2 separate regions of the Ovis aries genome follow, and region 2 is linked to region 1. A link is a contact called in public Hi-C data. All regions are on one chromosome and are shown on one strand. Each heading gives the region's core, a stretch centred on a gene start, on an enhancer-like site or on the middle of the called end of the contact. The rest is flanking DNA. Distances are from core to core; before and after follow the strand shown. Region 1 overlaps ADGRV1 (adhesion G protein-coupled receptor V1). Region 2 has its middle 140 kb from the start of ARRDC3.

The links. A called contact is a pair of places that touch in the nucleus more often than the background predicts.
Region 2: a Hi-C map of blood shows a contact between it and region 1, with 1.9 times the contacts expected there. The contact joins two enhancer-like sites. A contact is called at or near these places in 3 of 16 Hi-C or Micro-C datasets (blood and liver).

What each region holds. Positions count from the first base shown.
Region 1 is chr5:88,287,877-88,294,240 of ARS-UI_Ramb_v3.0, reverse strand. The region is part of intron 87 of ADGRV1 (adhesion G protein-coupled receptor V1); the gene reads right to left. Among named protein-coding and RNA genes, the nearest start is that of ARRDC3, 210 kb to the left of the region's middle. Within about 2 kb of position 4,045, at least 8 of the 54 cell types and tissues checked have an H3K27ac peak or open chromatin away from gene starts, as enhancers often do. A contact at or near this core is called in liver, where this site is marked.
Region 2 is chr5:88,359,596-88,366,583 of ARS-UI_Ramb_v3.0, reverse strand. No RefSeq gene overlaps it. Among named protein-coding and RNA genes, the nearest start is that of ARRDC3, 140 kb to the left of the region's middle. Within about 2 kb of position 3,568, at least 27 of the 54 cell types and tissues checked have an H3K27ac peak or open chromatin away from gene starts, as enhancers often do. A contact at or near this core is called in liver, where this site is marked.

The DNA.
Region 1 (6,364 bases), core at 2,796-5,295:
TTACTAGCATGTGAGATGAGTGACATTATGCGGTAGTTTAAGCATTCTTTGGCATTTCTTTTCTTTGGGATTGGAATGAAAATTGACCTTTTTCAGTCCTGTGGCCACTGCTGAGTTTTCCAAATTTGCTGGCATATTGAGTGCAGCACTTTCATAGCATCGTCTTTCAGGATTTGAAATAGCTCAACTGGAACTCCATCACCTCCACTAGCTTTGTTCATAGTGATGCTTTCTAAGGCCCACTTGACTTCACACTCCAGGATGTTTGGCTCTAGGTGAGTGATCACACCATCGTGATTATCTTGGTCTTGAAGATCTTTTTGTACAGTTCTTCTGTGTATTCTTGCCACCTCTTCTTAATATCTTCTGCTTCTGTGAGGTCCATACCATTTCTGTCCTTTATCGAGCCCATCTTTACATGAAATATTCCCTTGGTATCTCGAATTTTCTTGAAGAGATCTCTAGTCTTTCTCATTCTGTTTTCCTCTATTTCTTTGCATAGATCGCTGAGGAAGGCTTTCTTATCTCTTCTTGCTATTCTTTGGAACTCTGCATTCAGATGCTTATATCTTTCCTTTTCTCCTTTGCTTTTCACAGCTATTTGTAAGGCCTCCTCAGACAGCCATTTTGCTTTTTTGCATTTCTTTTCCATGGGGATGGTCTTGATCCCTGTCTCCTGTACAATGTCACGAACCTCAGTCCATAGTTCATCAGGCACTCTATCTATCAGATCTAGGCCCTTAAATCTATTTCTCACTTCCACTGTATGATCATAAGGGATTTGATTTAGGTCACGCTTGAATGGTCTAGTGGTTTTCCCTACTTTCTTTGATTTAAGTCTGAATTTGGCAATAAGGAGTTCATGATCTGAGCCACAGTCAGCTCCTGGTCTTGTTTTTGCTGACTGTATAGAGCTTCTCCACCTTTGGCTGCAAAGAATATAATCAATTTGATTTCGGTGTTGACCATCTGGTGATGTCCATGTATAGAGTCTTCTCTTGTGTTGTTGGAAGAGAGTGTTTGCTATGACCAGTGCATTTTTTTGGCAAAACTCTATTAGTCTTTGCCCTGTTTCATTCTGCATTCCAAGGCCTAATTTGCCTGTTATTCCAGGTGTTTCTTGACTTCCTACTTTTGCATTCCAGTCCCCTATAACGAAAAGGACATCTTTTTTGGGTGTTAGTTCTAAAAGATTTTGTAGGTCTTCATAGAACCGTTCAACTTCAGCTTCTTCAGCGTTACTGACTGGCTCATAGACTTTGATTACTGTGATACTAAATGGTTGTCCTTGGAAATGAACAGAGATCATTCTGTCGTTTTTGAGATTGCATCAAAGTACTGCATTTCGGACTCTTTTGTTGACCATGATGGCTACTCCATTTCTTCTAAGGGATTCCATGTACCAGGAAAATTTTGATATAGATTCCTTGATATCACATCATAGCCTTACTAGGTGTTAAACTTTAAGAGATTCCAACAGAAAACAAGCCAGTCTGTTAATAAATGGTAAATTTTAGCCTGCCTTCAGACTTCTTTACATCAGCTTTTAGTGTTAAAAGATAATGGAGCAATATTTATTTAGTTCTGTGGGAGAAAGAATATTATATTCAGCCAATATAGCATTTGAAATTATCAAACTTAAAGACAATGCTGGGAATGCAGCATTCATAAATTTTCTTGGGTAAAAAACTTAAAAACCAAACTACATGATACTGAAATATGACTAATAAAGAGAGGACCTGTCCATACCAGTGAAAAAACAGAATTCAGTAACGATGATGGCAAAAGGATCATGGAAAAGGTACTACCATCTATGCATTTAGATACTGGAATAATCTTACAATTATGAGAATTATATTTATAGATTTAAATGTAAATGTTAAGCCTAGACAATGGAAAACATATTATATTAACCCTATATATATATACACCCCTATATATATGTGTGTATGTATGTGTATATATACACACACACCTAATGTTTGGAAGAGTGAAATGGGAGGAGACCTGAGCATTGATGATTTTATTATCTTTTACAGTATGTAGTCAAGTTGATACTATAAAATTGAAATACCTAGGTCATAAAAAACAGTGATTCCAATCCTTTACTGTCTTTATAATTTCTTAAGAGAGGCCTTTTATCTTTCTTGTGATGATTAGAATGTATTTTGTGGTATAGAAGCATTTTTTGATGTTTAAGAACTATTTCTCTTCCATTTTAGCTTTTCTCATGACAAATTCAAATAAACTGAAATTAAATTTTGTATATTATAGAAACTATAATATGGTCACATATTTTAAACATTTATAAGTAGGCATCTAATCATATTTAGTATGTCTAGAAATGATGTTCAGATATGAACATCATTTTTTTATTTTAAATGTGATTTTTACTTTAAAATAGTCAACAGTCTGCAACAAAATGACATATAATATATAAAGTCGGAATGATTTGTTAAATAAACCTTTATATGTAATGACTTACTTGCTTTTTCCAGTGTTCTCCATTAATTTTCATAGAATTAGATTTCTCTCCCATCATTTCCCTTTCCCTTCAGTCTGTATAACTTTTCAGCATTTCCTGATGCTCAGATTTTTTGGAAATAAATTTTTTCAGTTTTTGCCTGAAAGTGTTTTTATTGTACCTTTCTGTTAGAGGGATATTGTCACTGGATATAGATTTGCAGGTTAACAGGTTTTGTTTGTTTGTTTGTTACAGGACTTTAAGGGGTCATTCCATTGTCTTCTGGTTTCCAGTTTCTGATGAGAATAGTATTAACTTCTATTATGATTTTCTTGAATACAATGTTCCCTTCACTTCCCCAAGCTGCCCTCACGATCTGCTATTCAGATTCACAAGAATTTGACTATGATATGCCTAGGGATACTTTTCTTTGCTTGGGATTCTCTAAGCAATTTGGATTTGTGTTTTGTGCTAATAAACTTGGAAAATTCCTGGACATCATAATAGTCACTTAATATTTATGAAGATTACTTATGGATGAAGTTTGAAGTGACTTTTAACAGTTTTTAATCTTTATATTTTTATTATTTGTTTCAATTCCTATAATAAATCTTTATCATTTTTCTAAAAACAACAATTAAAAAATAGTCTAAGCAAATTTGTTGATATATTAGTAGTGATCAAGTCTACATAAACAGTATATAGACATAGGGACCATTTATTAATACTGCTTTTTTCTGTTTTTAAAACTTTGAAGCACAACAATATTAAAATAATAGGAAGAATGGTTTTGGAGACCTAAGGAAAATGTGCCATTTCAAAATCTCCAGGTATATGTTAATTCTGTTATGAAAAATAGTTAAGAAATAGTCAGTACAGTCCTACAAGTGGCCTAATCAAAACCACCTATCTTTTGGATAGCCTAAGAAAGAGCACAGAACAATGCAGCCTAAAGAACTTAGAAGAATGAAATCTTCAATAAAATTAGGCTATATTTTTTCAACTCAAAAATTACAAATTTGAGATTACAAAAAAAGAATATCTTTGATTCAGTGATAACCGCCTAGAAAGCAAGACATTATCTCCAGTTAGTTCACTGATGTAATTCTTAGTTCATAGTAAGGTCCTTGGCACCCAGAAGGAGCTTAAGAAATATTTGTTAAATAAGAGATTCTGGCTTTGAATTTTCATTAGTGACAGACAGTAGGATGGGGTGGGGACGGGCAGGTGTTGGTTCTAGTCCTCTAATTTTCTCACCATAGTTAGGTAATTTGGGAGTTGCTCAATACAAATTTGCTTTGGCTCAGGCTTTGTGTTTCTCACATTCCATGTGCCAAGACTCTCTTACAGGAGAATGAACACCCACTGATGGCTGGTCTCTGCTCTTCTGGGTCTGTGCCCCTCTGGTGGTGGGCTTGCTTGGCACTGAACCTCCAGGTGACTTCCTGGCTGCGTCTGGCTTCTCTGCTGGGCCTGAGTTTGCATATTGCTGCTGCCTTTTCTTGTGACTCCTTCTCCTTAAAGGGCTTCACAGCTTCTGCTTTTGCTCTCCGCTTGGCAGACACTCCTGTGAAGTCTCCGTGATTTCTTGCTTCTGGCGTCACACAGAGCTGCTGACCTACTGCTGTTTTGCATCACCAAGTGACTTAGCAGCAGAGACAAGGGATTTCATACCAATGACAGGATTGAAAAGACCAATACTGTATTTATGTGTCTGTACATTTTCTTCAGGTGTGAGAAAACTAGGAATTTCATCTTTCATTGATTCACATTTTTTCAACAGCTCTTTTTCACAATTTAACTTGCTTTTGTTAATGTTCCTATTTACAATAAGATTCTTCAATCTGACGTGTGCATTAAATATATAGAGAAAAGGAAAATAAGTGAGTCATCTTGATGGCCACCGGCTCTCAGTGCAATTGAAACATTTAGAATGCTTTGGGAACAACTATCACTCAAATGCTCCTAAAAATATTTGGATGGGATCAGTAATTACCTAGTGTTCACCATGGGTTATATCAAGTTCTTCTAAAATTCCTTACTAATTTAAGGGCCACTATTCAGAACAAAGAGAGTCAATGGAAGTTCACTTAGCTTAGTCTGCTGGCTTCAGAGATGTCTGTAACTAAATTATCTGGGTCGCATGGCTTCACTTTCAGAGTGAGACCAATGTCTATCCTAAATTTTGTAAATCCTAGGTGCAACAATTCTGTTTGTTTTTTTAAACCAGAAATATCCATATTATAGATAAGATATCTTTTGCTTTATGCAACTAAAGTTTCCATCTGCAATTTAAGAAACTTTTTCTCTATGTGCCACTTTGGTCAGTCTTTTTTGGGATGGATACTCATGAATCAAAAGACAATTAGTCGGTTATGCCTCAGCAATTTCATCTCCAGATGGCATGGTCCCCGTCCTTCAGTTTTTCCTCTTGAACCTTGTTCTACAGGACTTTATCGCAGAGACTCTCAAGGTTCTTTATGCTTCTGTTAAGTTTCAAAGCATGGCATGCTAATCAGTTGTGATACTACTTATCAGGAGCCAGACTCTTTCTGACAAGATACAAGGAACTGAAAATTAAAGTTGTTTTTTTTCTGTAAAGTTACAACAACACAAACCCCTGACCCCACCAACACCCTGCTTTGAGAGTTTCCAGATAAGAACATGTTCAGAAGGACATACTGAGTTGGGTGGCAGGACTGAGAACAGACAAGGCTGAAAGTGATCATAAGAGTACTGAGGCGGAACTAAAGAGTGGAGGAGAGGTTTGGAATCGGAGGGTAATTTTTAAAGGTTTTAATAGAAAGTGGAGAAGAGATTCGAGTTGGATTAAGCTTTGAACATGAAAAATAGTTTTAACTGAAATTACAAAAATTGCCAAACTGTACCATGACTATTTAAACACTGTTATATTTACAAGAACCTTAAAACATAGTTTGAAATAATTTTTGGTTTACTTTGAGAAATCTCTGTCATAGGGAACTGGAAATACCCAGAATCTGTAAAAATACTATTATTATTAATAATGATAACAATGACAATAATAAAATAGTTAAAGTGAGTTGTTTTCTTGTTTCTGGGATGGTTTTTCTATGCAGAACAGATTATGCAAAAGTTTATTATTATTAATAGTCTTGTCTAATAGTAAGTCTGTAGCAAGTCAAGCAGAATCAGCCCTTTTGTACACTTAGAGCAAATCACACACATGGCAAATCAGCAAGATGAACACTTTAAATATATTATCATTTTATTTGTCAATTATACCTAAACAAAGCTGAAAAAAGCCTATAATAGCAAATAGGACAAATCACTGATACGTCTAAAAACATGAATGAATCTCAAAATCAGCATGCTGGATAAAAGAGTCAGTCACAAAGAAGTGCCCACAGTATGATTCTATTTATACAAAATTCTAGAAACCACAAATTACTATACAGTGACAGAAAGCAGATCAGTGGCTCCCTGGCTATCGGAGCAAAGGGAAGGATGGTCTGCAGAGCGGCCTGGGGAATCTTTGTGGGGAGATGGAAATGTTCTCTGTCTTGACTGTGGTTTCATGAGTGTGTAGTCACCTGGTTTCTTAAAGGCTGAAGAACAAAATAGGGTTTTGAATTTGCTGTTTTAATAAAGTGAATGCTTATCTTTTAAACCAAGGAGTCAGCAAACTTTTCCTGAAGGCAGTCACATAGTGAATATTTTAGACTTAGGAGGGCATATGGTCTCTGTCGAAACTACATTGAAATTTGTCTCATACAATTTTCCCAGGTCATAAAATATTATTCTCCTTTTTACTTCTCCTAACATTTATAAATGAAAAAGCCATCCATAACACTATAAGAGGACTTCCCTGGTGGCACAGCGGATAAGAATTTGCCTGCCAATACAGGGGATACAAATTCA
Region 2 (6,988 bases), core at 2,319-4,818, 73 kb before region 1:
TTATGATGGTAAAGTAAAAATTGGAGAAAGTGGATTCAGTAGATTTGGTCTTAGATATCTATGAGCTTAGTTTCAAACGGACAGTGCGGAAGGATAGAACTGGCATAACACTGGTTAAGAAAAATGCCTAGAGAAAGTAGCAACATAGACTTTCAGAATTGTCTCTCAAAAAGATGATAGAGACCACTTATTCTACTCTTTTGCAAAGGAGAAAAACCTGATCACAAAAAGCCAAATGTCTTGTTCAAGGCCACATGGTTAGTTTCTAGCAGAAACAGATAAAGAATGCAGGGTTTAAGCTGGAAAAGTACAGGGTTTTTACTTTTGTTTAATGGGGCCTCTGTGTTGATGGAGTTAAACAGAAATACTTTAGAAATTTCTATTATTTTGTTTTTAAGGAAGGGATGTTGATCAGCTGGTTGATATTTCAATACGCTTACTTTCATGTGTAGCTGCGGGAGCATTCTAAATATAAAGCGACCACACTTCAATCATGAGGTTTCCCTATAGTACTTGTAGAGGGAATGCAGATTGAGGGAGCTATATGTAAGGTGCCCAGATAATTTATCACCCAGATGGAAACATTTCTAAGAATAAGAGAGGGTGCTATTAATAATTATGCTTGAACAATAGGCATAAACCCAGACTGTCAGGGTAAACCAAGATGTATTGTCACCACAGACAAATGTGTACTTGTTTCATAGTTCATTGCTTTCTATTAGGGAGCTGAGGACAAGGATTCTGATAATGGAAGTTGGGAGTAGGGGCTTATGTTTGCTTTTCATTAAGAATATACATTAAATAAAAAATGAGTTTCCAGATTTGGATTTAGTCCAAGCACATTACACATCTAGAGTTACACATCCAGAAATTATACATTTGTGATATCATCTGGAAGTATCAAGGTTACTAAACTATAGCATGAATCAGGTCTCAAATAGGCTGGGAAAAGTACAAGCTGTTTTGAGACACCTTAACCCCTCGCTAATATCATTACTAGTCATGAAAGCGATGCAACTGGTTTTATTTTGTCTTTGACTTGGGTCACATTCCATTGCAGGATGATGTAAGTTTCAACCAAGCATGGAATAGTAATGAGCAATTTGGGAGATCCAGTTCTAAAACCTTGCCTTTGGTCACACACAGCTAGCGCTTAGAATCTAAAAACACGGAACCTTTTGATTTGCAAGGTTAATCGTACACCTGTTTACTTTTGGCATATTTTCTAAGAGGTTAAATTGTAAAAGCAAATGGTCGACTTGTCCAAAAAAAAAAAAAAAAAATAAGCCTATGAGTCTTCTAGTATTTTTCCTAGCTCGTTGAAATGTACAAGCTTGGCCTGCATATCTCTCCTCTACAAACAGCTGAGGGCTCTTGACTTTTGCTTGTAGCCAGTAGTTTCCAGCTTGGCTAAACATTAGAATCATTTGGAAGGCTTTTTTAGAAATCCTGAGACAAAGGCCACACCTCAGAGCAATTAAATGATCAGCTCTGGTAACAGAACCCAGACATCAGTATTTTTAAAACCCTAGATAATTCCAGTGTGCTAGCAAAGTTGAGAAACACTACTGCACACCCAGCTCCATCTTCAGCTGTGGAATCATTTGAGGGATTATTAGAAGAGTGCTAGTTCAGGGCTCTGAGGAGTCTGGAGACGTCAACTCAAGTTACAAAGCTAGGACTTATTGTAGTAACTGATCTCCTAGAGTTGTAGGTGGAAGTAAGAAAAAGAGGGATAATTAGCTTTAGACTTTGGTGGGCTTTATTCTTAAACCTGGGATTAGGTACTTAAGTTAGCTGTAAGGCTTTGGACATGTTAGTCTCACCGAGCCTCAGTTTCCTCGTCTGTAAAATGGACCAGTAACACCTATTGCTGACCAGCTGTGATCACTTGCCTTGCTAATGAAACCAAACTTCCTCTCTTGTTTACCCTAGGTTTGGAAGCTTCTATTTCTAAAATATCTAGAGTCCTGTCTTGATCATCTGATATTCTAGGACTTAGCCTCTGCCTTCTTTGTCTGGATGCTTTCTCAACGTCTCTCTCTCCTGGACATCAGCTTGATGTTGGGAGTTTGCAACCTGCTGACCGATTATCCTGACCTCATTTTTTCTTGCACATGTACACTTGTGTGCTGCCCTTCCTAGATTCATTGTTCCTGGGCTCCTGTCACTCAACCACTGGCATATTCCAGAACCTCTTTCTGGATATCACTGACATTTGTTACCTCTAAGTACACACGTATTGAGTATCAAGATCTACCAGTCCGACTAGACTTCTTCTTAGTACCTCTAAGTAGGCTGTCACCCCTATATTTGCAGAGCATTTATCAAATCAAATCACTCTGGGTCTGTGCTCATAATTTACAGAATAGTGGCGGAAGATGGACACCAGAAGGCAGAGTACAGTCCCATGTAGTACAGGGACACGTGTTGGCCTTCATCATCCCTATATGCTCTTTTCTCAAGAAAGCTTAACACTTTTACATTTGCTTATATCACAAAATAAGATCATTGTTTAAAAATTATTTTAATTTTTGGGCAAGGAGAATGGCAAGGAAAATGGTTATTGGCTGTGTTATGTTGGTTTCTCATGCTTTGCTCTATACAATTGGGATGATTTAAATTAACTTTGATAAGTTTTGATAATTTTTCAAAGTTCATTTCCCACTCCTTGGCATGTTCAAGCACACGCTCAGTTCTATTTCAGGATCATCTTTGTGAATCTAAAGTGAACTCCGTACTTTTCCTTAGAAACCATTTAGTGTGCTGGGTGGATGAGGTATCCTTTGTCTCTGTAAAAACCAATCTGGCTTCATCTGTCAATTTCTATAAAGACTGTACAGGTATGCGTGCAAACAGGTCTCAAAGAAAGAAGGAATTTGATGGCCTTTTCAGCAATCTACATTGTGGAGCAATCAGTGAGAATGTTACCCAGGCTACCATTGACTCTTCCCTTGACTATGCTTATCAGTCCTAACTCCCCTCTGTGTCTTCCTAACTGTATTTCTTTGCGTTTCCTGTGGCTGTCTGCAACTTTATATCATCTACCAGAGGAATGAAACTGACTGATTCTACCAGAAGCAACGGAGAAGTGATATATGGCTCACAGGAGTGATGGTGAAAACCATGATGACGACTGCTGTTTTTATTTTAAAGCATTTTACCAGGCCTTCCCTGGTGGCTCAGACAGTAAAGAAACTGCTTGCAATGTAGGAGACCTGGGTTCAATCCCTGGGTTGGGAAGATCCCCTGGAGAAGGAAACGGCAAACCCGTCCAGTATTTTTGTCTGGAGAGTTCTATGGACAGAGGAGCCTGGTAGGCTACAGTCCTTGGGGTCCCAAAGAGTTGGACATGACTGAAGAACTAACACTTTCACTTTAGCGTTTTAGAGAATTCAGAAATTATTGGCTGCTCCCTGATCACTCTACTCACTACCACTCAACCAGTTTATTTTGTAGTGATCAGGGCTGGTTTAGCAAAAATTAAAACGGAGGAAATGGTTAGGCTCAGTGAATCTGTCTCCACTACTGTGTCTAGGCTCCTCCTGCTGGTTTCCTGGGGTGCCCTCTGCTGGGCTCCAACCAGAGTGTATGAGTTTCATGGGCTAATGCGTGGCAATAGCCCATGAAACTCATGCCTCAACCTTCACTAGAAACTTACCATTTTATATCATATGTCATCAGAATCCTAATATTTGTTTTCCAAGCTGACAATTAATGCAGGTAAATTAACCCATGTCAGTGAGTAATATATTTTATTGTATAAATGGGAAAAAACCCCAACACCCCTCCCAGCTTATTTAATTATACATTTTCACAGTGACCTCATGGAGATAACACTTCTACTTAGAGTCCAATTCATTAATGGTGGGAATGGAGGCCAGGAATATGAAGAAGGCTATATTCTGAGAAATCAAAGGGGAAACTATTTTCCAACAGGTCAGACCTTATGGCTCCTCTCAAAGACTGTGAGGGCAGCTGTGTACTCTAGCTATCTGTATGCTGGTACAGATTACTCTATGGGGGTAATTTTCACTCTGCTAGCAGGAAAAGAATGAACAACATTATTTACCTCTATATATTTATGAAGAGTACCTTGAACTCTTTTAGAGGGTATTATCTGAATCCTAATGATAGGTAAGTGCATGGCATTGTGGGGTGGATCAGTTTGTCCATCAAGATATGTGTAGGGCGTGCGTTCATTGGCATGACCTCTGCTGGCCTGTGTTCTTTCTTGTCTACTGAGATCAGTTGGGCAATCCTTGTCTGTAAGCACATTTCCCAAGAACTGGTTAGAGCCAGTCTTCATAAGAGGAACCTATTATGAAACCAGCTCCAGAGGATATTTACTCTGTTGAAGATCGGCTGAAAGATACACTTGCTTGAAAATGAAATTGCTTTCTCCTGGGTCCCTCCTAGCCCCTTGAAAACCAGAAATCCTTGGGGCTCAGATAGAATTAGAGAAGGGAGATGACAGCTAGATCTGATCTGCTTTTTAAAACTTTCTCACTACTTAAGCTGTTATTTTCATAGCTATTGAATGCATGTTTCATGAAGATCAGTTAACTCCATAACATATTATCAAGTTAATAATGTGCCTGAGGTTGGGAACTTGGAAAACATAGCTTGCATTTTTTGAAGGCTCACCTTTTTTCTTAAAGTTTAGTGTGAAATGTGTATCCTTGTCTTTAACCTGGGTTCGATCCCTGGGTTGGGAAGTTCCCCTAGAGAAGGGAAAGTCGTACCCACTCCAGTATTCTGGCCTAGAGAATTCCATGGACTCTGTAGTCCATGGGGTTGCAAAGAATAATCTATCCATGTTTAAGACAAAAATAACATGAAGGTTGCATTCCGGATAAGTTATTAAATCTTTAGTTAAATATTCCAATAAGAAGCATCACCATTAACTTGTGGCTTCTGATCTGAAACTGTGTATCCCCAGGGTTATATGTATTCAAATCTGAGAAGCATAAACTCAGAAGAATCTTGAGGGAGAGGATCTTGTCAGGGAAGAATGGGTATTAATGATCAATCTGCTGGTAAGGAGAGTTAGCCTGAGTTCTGCTGTGGATGACATTCACAGGGAACAGTGGCTTTTGATGATAAGATACGGTGCATAGTTGTAATGAGACAGGGATGTTAAAAGTATCTAGATTATCTAGTATCTAGAAGAGACCATTAACTCAAAATAGAGAGTCTTAAAGATGGAGGGGGAAGAGGCAGGAAAGTGATTAAACCAGTGTGCATTTCCTAGGTTCCTTACAGATTATACTGATTGCAGATGCATGAAGTGAACAAAATGGTAAAGACAAAAATTCTCCATATTAATTTTTGCATGATAGCATCTGAAATATTAAAGGATTAAGCTTTAATATTTAAAGTATTAAAGGATTTTACTTTTAAAATACCATATGCTTTGGTATATGGCACCAATATATTTAAAACACATATTTTTAATATGTAAATATTAAACACATATTTTTAATATTTAAAACACATATCACGAGTGTTTTCAATTTATTATGTGGAATATATTTATTCTAGAAGCTAATTTCCCTGAATATTCATTGGAAGAACTGTGATACTGAAGCTGAAGCTCCAATACTTTGTCTACCTGATGTGAAGGGTTGACTCACTGGAAAGACCCTGATGCTGGGAAAGACCGAAGGCAGGAGGAAAATGGAACAACAGAGGATTAGATGGTTGGAAGGCATCACCAACTCAATATCCATGATTTTGAGCAAATGTTGGGAGTAGTGAAGGACAGGGGAACTTGGAGGGCTGCAGTCCGTGGGGTTGCAGAGAGTTGGACATGACTTAGAGACTGAAAAATTCAACAAAAATTTTGTCTATAGGTTATTTGAAACTCAGAGTAGGATTTCCAATACAAAGAATCTTATCAACAGTGAGTTTTTCATGCCAGTTCCCAAAGTGTGTTTGGCACATAGGGTATCTGGAATAGGTAAGGACCCGACTATCTGCATTTTTTTTATAAACACACTTTGCTGCAAGTGATCTGAACAATCTGACACAAGTATGAGAAACACTATTATAAGAGGTTGAAGCCTCCTGTGATAAGGGCAGGAGACTGAGGACACTGGCTGAGAGAGCCCAGGACAGGATTGAAAAGGAGTGTAGAAATACATTAGGGTGGCTGCTTTCTCTGCTGTCACATCCAACAGGAGTAGTTACTTTGGCAATGAAGGGAAAACTGATGGAACCATGGGTAGGCACTTGATCTAAGGTAGGTAAACCAGATACCTGAGAGTTTGCAAAGGGGGTCAGTTGTACAAGTTAATGCCTGTTGGTCACTTGAAATGAAGAGATTTCCAGGGGCTGCAGGGAGTCAGTCATATCAAGGGGCTGGACCAGCAGTGAGCAAGCATACAGAGAAGAATGAGAAACACACACAGAGAAAGAAAAGAAGAGATGAGGAACCATACATTATGGTGGGGAAGGAGAGGAGAAAAAGTAGAGGAGATAGAAAGAGCAAAAATAAAAATAGAAACAGAGGGGAGTTTTCCCTGTTGCTGTCAATTAGATCCCAGTCCCTCCCATTGGTCTGTGTTTTCTGTGAAATGTCTTTTCTGTCCTTCCAATCAATTCTTCTTTTTCACTTAGGCTAATTTAAATGTACTCCTGATGACAGGACAAGGAAGCATTTGAGAGAAGAGAAGCTATGATGAGATGTATCTTTTTCTCTCTGCTGCCTCCTCTGTCCCATTTTCTGTTCTCCTTTCCTCTTTCTCCAACTCCTTGATGCTTCTGAGGCTCTTACTTTTCTACTATTAACATCCCTCTCTTCTCCCTTTCAAAGAGGAAGAGGACCTTCTTTCCTTTGACCACTTCCGTTCTCCAAGTCTTGACCGTTTCTGCCCTGAGGAGAAACAAACAGCTGGGATGCAAAGGAAAAGAACAGAGGGCCATTCCTAGGACCACTTGGGCACAAAAAGAATGTAACTAGTTACACTAAAATAGAATATGTGGA